Regions from separate parts of the Sus scrofa genome. Here regions 1 and 2 are each linked to region 3. A link is a contact called in public promoter capture Hi-C data. All regions are on one chromosome and are shown on one strand. Each heading gives the region's core, a stretch centred on a gene start, on an enhancer-like site or on the middle of the called end of the contact. The rest is flanking DNA. Distances are from core to core; before and after follow the strand shown.

What was found. Promoter capture Hi-C pulls out the DNA fragments that hold promoters and counts their contacts.
Region 1: a contact with region 3 is called in a promoter capture Hi-C map of fetal liver, with 2.6 times the contacts expected there. The contact joins the promoter of RPA3 here to the promoter of SDHAF3 in region 3. A contact is called at or near these places in 1 of 5 promoter capture datasets (fetal liver) and 1 of 2 datasets of contacts at active chromatin or transcription factors (alveolar macrophages).
Region 2: a promoter capture Hi-C map of liver shows a contact between it and region 3, with 4 times the contacts expected there. The contact joins the promoter of MIOS here to the promoter of SDHAF3 in region 3. A contact is called at or near these places in 1 of 5 promoter capture datasets (liver) and 1 of 2 datasets of contacts at active chromatin or transcription factors (alveolar macrophages).

The regions. Positions count from the first base shown.
Region 1 is chr9:77,913,486-77,916,336 of Sscrofa11.1, reverse strand. RPA3 (replication protein A 14 kDa subunit) reads left to right here and starts at 1,465. Exons shown (of 4, transcript XM_021102423.1): 1 at 1,465-1,752. The coding sequence starts at 1,654. It overlaps UMAD1 (UBAP1-MVB12-associated (UMA)-domain containing protein 1), which reads right to left and starts at 1,392. Exons shown (of 4, transcript XM_021102419.1): 1 at 1,255-1,392.
Region 2 is chr9:77,850,438-77,853,137 of Sscrofa11.1, reverse strand. It overlaps MIOS (meiosis regulator for oocyte development), which reads right to left and starts at 1,317. Exons shown (of 12, transcript NM_001195353.1): 1 at 1,161-1,317; 2 at 108-186.
Region 3 is chr9:76,698,243-76,700,974 of Sscrofa11.1, reverse strand. It overlaps SDHAF3 (succinate dehydrogenase assembly factor 3, mitochondrial), which reads right to left and starts at 1,463. Exons shown (of 2, transcript XM_021063386.1): 1 at 1,222-1,463. The coding sequence starts at 1,395.

The DNA.
Region 1 (2,851 bases), core at 216-2,715, 1.2 Mb before region 3:
CTCAAGTGCAAAAGATGTGCAGGCTTTGCACAGAATATAAAATAGATTCCAGTGACTTGCACCAATGACAACTACGTTTTTATATACCAATTTACATGTGCCCTGCATCCACTAATGAAATCCTTTACATTTGTTTTAGTGACAGCAAAATTAAAAGACAAATATATTTACATATATATTATGGGCGGGGAACTATCATTTGACTACAGTACAACAGATTTCCATCTTAAATTGCCCTGTGTCCTTAGTTTAAGGCAGATGCGGGACTAAACTGGAGACTCGAGCTAGGTACCTCAATGGCTTGGGCAAATTCATGAACTCGGTCTCCAAAAAAATAATAAAATCCCAGTGAATTTTTGTTCCCAATTTCTGGAGCACCGCTGGCATGTATTTTTATGAGCACTCATTCTGGAATATTCTGGCAAGGTAAATCCCGGCAAACAAAGCCCTGAAAATCAACAGACACTTGAGCCAGCAAAAGACAAGAATCCTCCCCAAATTTCCTTGAAACAAATTATCTTCCACACCTCCTGACCTCCCCTCCAGAGTCCTGGGTGTGGAAAGCAATGGAGGGAAAGATCAGCAGAGAGTTAAGAAGAGTCTGTCAATCACAAAGACAAAATTTGTCACCTGGAACCTTGCAATACATTCAGTTATCTAACACCCTCATTTTGCGGATGGGGAAATTAGGTCTCAAGAAGTAGCGCACCTGCTCAGGATCTAACAGCTATTTATATTCGTTTCCTCTACTACCCCAGTGGTCCTTTCCTCACTCAGTCCCAAATGTTTCAATTCGTTGCTAACACGGAGGTGAGAAAACCCACACCACAGTGTGGCCAAAAAGTTGGGGCTAAAAAGGGTCGTAGAGATAATCAAGTTAACCTCTTAGCTCACAGGTGGGGAAATTGACAATGGAAAGTGACGCAGCTGAGGCAATAAATCGCCGACCCTCTGCCACCGAGCAGGAGCTTCACAAAGGAGGCGAAAAATCACTGGCGACCCCACTTCCCGTCTCCAGGGAGGAAGGGTGTCAAAAAGAAATCCGATCCCTAGATTTCATTCAACAAGAACCTCGCGCTTCCCACGAAGAACCCGGAAAGAGGAGGCGGGGAAACGCGAATGGCCGGTGGCGCAGCAACGAGCATGCCACGGAGGCGGGGGACAAGTACCAAACTCCCGCCTCTCTCTTCCGCATCCGTTGGTGGGGAGAAAGAGCAACAGTAAGGCTGCGGCGACTCCCGCGATAAGAGGTACCTGAGGCTCGAGCCGCAGTCCCCCGCCGCACCGCACCGGAGCCTGACACCCTGCTTCCGGGGTTATGTTGCAGCTGGGGGGGACAAGATCAAGGGAGGAAGCCTTAGCCCCGCCCTATCCAAGCCCCGCCCCCGCCTACACTTCGCAGAGAGTCCAGGTAACTTCCGGGACGCTGTGCGTCACTAAGCAGCCGATCCCCACTTCCGGGCGCATCCTAGCCTTCTTCGCCGGCGGAGACAGCGGGACTGTGATCGAGATTTCCGCGCGTTTGATTGGCGGAGCGAGAGTGCTGGTCTCCGCGGATTGGTGCCGGGGAAATCCGCCCCGAAGACGTCTGCCGAGCTCAAGGTTTCAGTTGTCGGCTTGTTTCCCGCCATCTGTCGGTCCTGCATTGCAGTTATGGTGGACGTGATGGAGTTGCCCAAATCGCGCATCAACGCCAGCATGGTAACTCAGTTCATCGACCAGCCGGTCTGCTTCGTAGGGAGGCTGGAGAAGGTACGTGCGCTTGCTGCCCTGGGCTCCCCCTGGGGAAGGACCCCGTGACTGTCAGGGTGGAGGCTTCAGAGTGGCTAACAGAGTGAAGGAGGACGAAAAGCTTTGCAACATCACTGCTCTCCGACTGCTTTATTTCTCACAAGGGAATTTTTTTGCACACTTTTTATCCATTGCAGCCTTATTTTGGTGCTTCTCTTAAGGCGAGAAATAGGGAAGTCTTCGAATGCGCTGAGTTCTAAATTCTAGCGGCCCCCACCCTCGTTCTGTTTGTGTTTACATAAAGATTACAGACAGAACTCTCACATTTACTTTCAGATTTTTTTAGTTTAACCAGACTTGACAACTAAGCTAATTTTCTTGTTTACTTATGTTGTTAATTTCCTTTTTTCTCAAACCTCATTTTCTCGTTGAAGTCGCTTTCCTATAAACATTGTTTGATTGTCCTTTTCTGATCCAGCAGCATTCTGTTATCTCACACCTCTGTTAGAGGGCAGCCCCTCAGTCTGCTGGTAAGAAACAGGCCTGAAGTCTTAGAATCAGGGAACTGAGAAAGCTGAGGAAAAGAAAACTTTTATATAAAGTCTTATTTAGTGGTTTTAGCCATGTATCTTCCTGAAATAGCTGTATTCCAAAATTGGGAAAGAAACTGGGTAGGAATGGAGTGTGGTTACAAAATGCTCAAGGCCACAGTAAGTAGCACAGCTGGCATTCAAACCAGATCTGACTGCACTCTTTGCAGCTGTCTCACAGTAGAACCTAGGTCTTCTGACAACCAGTAGTTCTCTATTTATTCTTGCCTAATTTTTAAAAACATACCCTTTGGGAGATATGTACTCTTTAAATCATGGGTGCCAGTAGATCTCACTTTTAGATAGTATGGAGCCTCTTTAATTTGTTCTTAGCATAATGTTGCCAGATTTAGCAAATAAAAATATGGGACACATTTGTACTAAAAAGGAGGGGTTTTTTTTAATGAAATTCAGATTTAATTGAACATCCTTTGATCAGGTATAGTAACACAAGATAATTTGAACCAGTTAAACTTCAAATACAACTGTTTTGTGAGCATCAGTAAAGTAAGTATGGGTCAGTCTGCTCA
Region 2 (2,700 bases), core at 68-2,567, 1.2 Mb before region 3:
CTTCAACAGTCTTGGAAATAAATGTTTTCAAATGCTGGAGACACTGAAAAATTGGGGGTTAATGGCAAGCAATTTGCAGTCATTACAGCTTATATTTAGATCCTCACCTTCAAGTTTAACAAGTGTTTCTGAGCAAAAGAAAGCCATGCTGATTCTGTATTCCTCACCAGGACATCTCTAATAGCACTGTCCCAATAGAAACATAGTGTGAGCCATATAATTTAAAATATTCCAGTAGCCACATTGAAAAAAAAAAAAAAAAGAAATAGATTAAACAATATATTTAACCCAAAATATCAGAAACATCACCCTTTCAACATACAATCAAATCTAAAAATTATTAATGAGAAAATTACTTTTTGGGGGGTTTACCAGGTCTTAGAAATCCAAGCTCAACTCTTTCTGGCTGGCTACTGCACAGTGAAGATCTCTGTAACACTAAATGTACAAGGTAGCCAAACACCCTTTCACAAAATGCTGATGTCTTCAACTTTCCTTATTATGACAAATAACAACAGCAGTTTCAAGAAATGTCTCCCATCACCATCTTCAAGGAGATCCTCCGTATACCTTCATATTTTCCCTTAAAATACAGTTGTACAAAAGGCCTGCAAACGCAGTCCTTTGCTAAGTAACTGAGGAATGCTCGGGGCACATGTGAGAGGTTTTATCCTCTTATGGAATTTGCCTGACTCGTCCGTGCAGAGGACAGGGCTAACCAGGTGACCAGGCCCTTTAAGAAGTATTTAATACAGTACAACTAGAGAAAGGGGAGACTCTGCCGGAGAAGTCAGAAATCGGAGGGTGACTCCCACGCTCCAGACACCTGGCTGAGCCTCTCGTCTAGTGCGAGGACGCGGCCCCGCACAAATCCGCCACAGCCGAGGCTGCGGCGCGGACCCAGCACCCCCGGAGAAGGTTCCCGCGCGCCTCCGGGCCGTTTGCTGCTACAAGGCCCGGCCCGCAGCCGCCCGGCGCGGTTATACCGCAGCGCGGAACGTGACTACCCACGCCTCGGTTCCCAGGAAGCCCCCGGGTCTACCCCCGCCTGAGCTTTCAACTGGGCTTTGCTAGACGCCTCGCGGCCGCCCCACCCGAGCCCCTGACTCGGGCCTCGCGACCCCGAGAGCTGAGACGCGGCCCGGGCCGCACTCACCGACCTGGGAGGCAGCGCGGCAGCCGTACTGCCGCTTCCGGCCTGGTCACCGCCCCTCCCGCCGCGGGAGACCAGACGCCGGCAAGATGGCGGCCGCGGCCGGTAACCTGGGCCACCCTGCCGCTCTGCACGACCCGACCACCGCGCCTCGCGCGGACTCTCGGACGCCCCTGGGCCTCGGAAGGGGAGTTCCCCACCGAGAGCCCCGCCCAGGCTCCCGCCTACTCCTCGCCGGGAGTCGCCCCGCCCCGGGGCGGGGCTACTGCCCCAGAGGCTCCGCCTTACACCTGAGTTCTTGGGTCCGCCCCACGGGCCCCGCCCCACGGGCCCCGCCCCTGGAACCCGCTGGCCTACCGACGGGGACCTGGACTACCTCCGCCAGCCGCCTTATCGATTTCAAGAGCCTCAGACACTTTAGCTCATTTAATCAGTTTTAATTTACATTAAAAATTTATTGCGGGCAATTGATGCAGTAGAAAGTCCTGGGTATTTGGTTCACGATTGATTCACTCATTTACCCATTTCACAAACGCGTCCTGAATGCTTATTATGTACTTGGCAACGTGCTGGAATATTGGGGCATCGGAGTGACCAAAAAAGATATGTTCCAGAGTGAAACAGACAATTGGAGTGATGCCTACTTAGGGCTAAATCGGTGTCCCCTTAGTATTTGAGGTGTGTATATCAGGAATGCTTCCTTGAGGATAGCTAGGCCGAGACAATAACGACGATGAGATTAGCTGGGAAAGGGAACAAGGCAGAGAGGGTTGGAAGAGAGACTTCTAGAGTAGAGGAAGAGACAGTGCAGGGTCAGGAGGAAGGGCAGATAGCAGTGGAGGAACAGTGGAGTATGGACCAGTGAGCCGAGGAAGTGGGGACGGATTAGGATGATGTTTTAGAAAGGCATTTAGAAACCAGGTTAGTGAGTTTGGATGGACTTTTTCCTAAAGGCATTGGTGGACTCATTGAAGGTTTTTAACCAGAGGAGTGAAGTGATCAGTTTTTCTGAGAGAAAGCAGGGAGGGGAAAGGTAAATATCCAAATGACAGGTGACAATAACCCAGACTACCAGTGGTATGGAGATTAGGGAGGAAAAGAGGTGTGTGGCCTGGGGAATATTTAGAAGTTGGGATGAACAGAGCTTGATGACTGAGTGAGGGAGAAAGAGGATTCTAGGTTTCTGCTGCCATAATTGAAGGAATGGTGCTGGCACAGATGTTACAGATCTGACACAGAATTTCTTCAGGTGTCTGGCAATCTTTGCTTGTCTGTTCATGGTTAAAAGTGGGTGGTTTGCAGGGTTCCTGTTGTGGTTCAGTGGTAACGAACCTGACTAGTATCCATGAGGATGCGGGTTCGATCCTTGGCCTAAGTAGGTTAAGGATCTGGTGAGCTGTGGTGTAGGTCACAGACACGGCTCTGATCTGTGTTGCTGTGGCTGTGGTGTAAGCCAGCAGCTACATCTCCGATTCGACCCCTAGCCTGGGAACTTCCATATGCTGTGGGTGTGGCCCCACCCCCAAAAAAGTGGGTGGTTTGGGGCT
Region 3 (2,732 bases), core at 214-2,713:
GATAAGAAAGTAAGGCTGGTAAATGATCTGACATTTAATAACGTCGGTACCTGAATTTGAATCCAGTTCTTCTGATTCCAAGACCAAGTTAAACCATATTTAATGAAAGCAGTCTGCATTTTAAAAAATTCAACTTCCCTGGCTCTAGACAGGATTATTACATCCAATACACATGCTTTGCAGGCAAGTTCTAAATTTCATCACCGTCCTAAATGTCTCTCTTGCAAGCATCAATGATTCTACCATCAAAATTCTGTGAGTCAGTGAAAAACTTGTGTTCACCCTAACGTTCACACTTTGTTCACCCTGTGTTCACTCTTTGTAGCTTTTTTTCAAAAAACCGTCTTTAGTAGTCTTCTCTTTAACCATCAACTTTTTAGGCTGAAGAGTTGCTTACCTCGGTTCTTAAATCAACACTGCTTCATGCTTTCAAATACCTGAAACGTCGCCCTATTCGCCAATTCCATTCATTTCTTCTATTTGTACATCATACCTATGGTCAATCCTGAATGGTTCCCAATCCCACTAAACATTCGGAATGAAATACGATAAATATCTTCTGACATCACTAAAAAGGGGGAGGGGGAATCAAAGGGCTAATCCCCAATGCATGTGTCTCTAGATTTACTGCAATAATGCAGAGCAATTACAAAAATGACGTGACTTGAAACCAACTTTCACCTGACTTAACTCTGACTAGCTTTTCCGCCCACCGCTTGTAATCCTCTCACCCCAGTCTTATCTGATTTGTTATCAAAGCCCAACAAAGAGCGCTAAGATTTTAAAAGTAGTATGTATAGAAACAAGCCTCTAAAACACTGAAAACTAGTAATACCATAAATTTATCAAGGCGCTGGAGAAGACAAAAAACTGTTAAACGATAAACTCTATAAGCACTTGACGGCGACTTAATTTTATAAACTTCTCTTAACCCCTCCAGTGCCTGGCAAAGTTAAACTGACTTGGAGACGCTGATATAGCAAGATCTGCTACAGCTAAGAACCTGTGGGAAAAAGAGACCAGTTTGGGGTGTAACTTTGCGAAGTACTGTTTGAACGACTTTGCACTGTTTAATTTAAACGGAACAGCCTGCCGCCGTGTTCGAGCTTAAGGGGGCCCAGGGAAAACCAGCCAAGGACAGGCGTCTCTCCCAGAGACAAACAGGGACACCTCTGAGGAACCCCGAAGGTCTGGGGCGGAAAAAAGGGAGCAGTCACTTGCCTCCCATTCCTGCAAGAAACGCTGGGCCTCTTCAGAACCAACGGTCTTATGTCTCCTAAATTCGTCCTTCACATACTGGTCGCCAAGGGCTTTGAGGTCTGGGGGCAGAGACCGGTGCAGCAGCAAAATACGCCGATACAGAGCCCGAACTCGTGAAACGTGCCGCGCCGGCATAATCCCGCGCGTGGACCACAGACCGCGCCTGCGCAGATTGATGATGTGTGCCCGCCCACTTTACCAGCCGGGTATATTTGCAAATCGTGACGTAGGCGGAAGAAGGCGCGCGACCTTCATCCGATTTGGTCCTTTCTAATATTAGGACCTTCCGGAAACCGGAACTTCAGCTGCTGGGGGGAAATGGGCCGGCCCTTCTCTGGAAGAGGCGTGGCTTTCGTGGAGCGCCTGAGCTGCGATTGCTCAGGTGCTGAGTCAGGGCAGAGAGGCTGCCCACCCGCGGTCAGGCGTCTGCCGCTTGTTGTCTTTCACTCACGCCCCGTCATCTTTTCTATTCATCTTACACCATTCCCTCCTCATAAAGGCCTCAGGAAGCCTTCCATGGTTAGCTTAACCCACTTAAGATATCTTACGTTGTCCCTGCGTTCTTCGAAAGGGACAGAAATGGGAGTCATCTCTTTGTCCACGAGCCCACCACCCACGTACCTTGCTCGGTGTTGTGGTCCTAATTTGTACCCTGAAGCCCTGGTAACTCAAGTGAGACTTGAGGCAGCAGGTCAAGTTGTCTCAGGTCAAGATGGCTGTAGAAGAATCATTAGCATTTTAAATGTATTGTTTCTAAGGCTACCATCCTGGAAATTCTGATTAAGTATTTTGAGATGCAAATGTAGAATCAGGGCATTCACAAATCTCTACCTTTTACAAAGGCACTACTGAGAGTGTGACCAGTCAAAGTGGCAGCAGTTTGGCCTCATTCCCTCTCCCATCACACCTTTGGTCCTTCAGCAAACCCTGATGGCTCCACCAACACAGTGTATGTAGAATTCGACCATTTTTCACTACTCCCTCCACCATGAGTCTCTCCTTACCAGATACTGTAGTCGCTTTTGTCTTCTGCTCTGCCCTAATCAACTCTGATCATTTACCTAAACTGTAAATCAAATCATGTCACTCCTGCCTAGGATTTTCAACAGCCTCTGCTGCTGATGGTGTCCAGCTGCCTTGCTCGTTCCTGTAACTCTGATCACATCTTTTTACATAGCTTTTTATTACTATATTTCTAGCTTTAAAAAAAATCATGTCAATCTTCTGACCAATAAAATCCTTCAGTGGCTTCTCATCAGAGTAGAATCCAAAGTCTCTCCACTTCTTGGCTCTCTAAATTTTCTCCTACTGCTCTCTCCCGAGTTGGTCAACTTCAGCGCACTGGTCTTCAAGCCCCTAATTCATCTTTGAACAGGGCAGTTACACTCCTAAGGGCCTTGGTATTTGCTCTTACGACTGTTTGGAATGTTCTGCCTCATCGATCTTGGCTAACACCTTTATTTCACTCATCA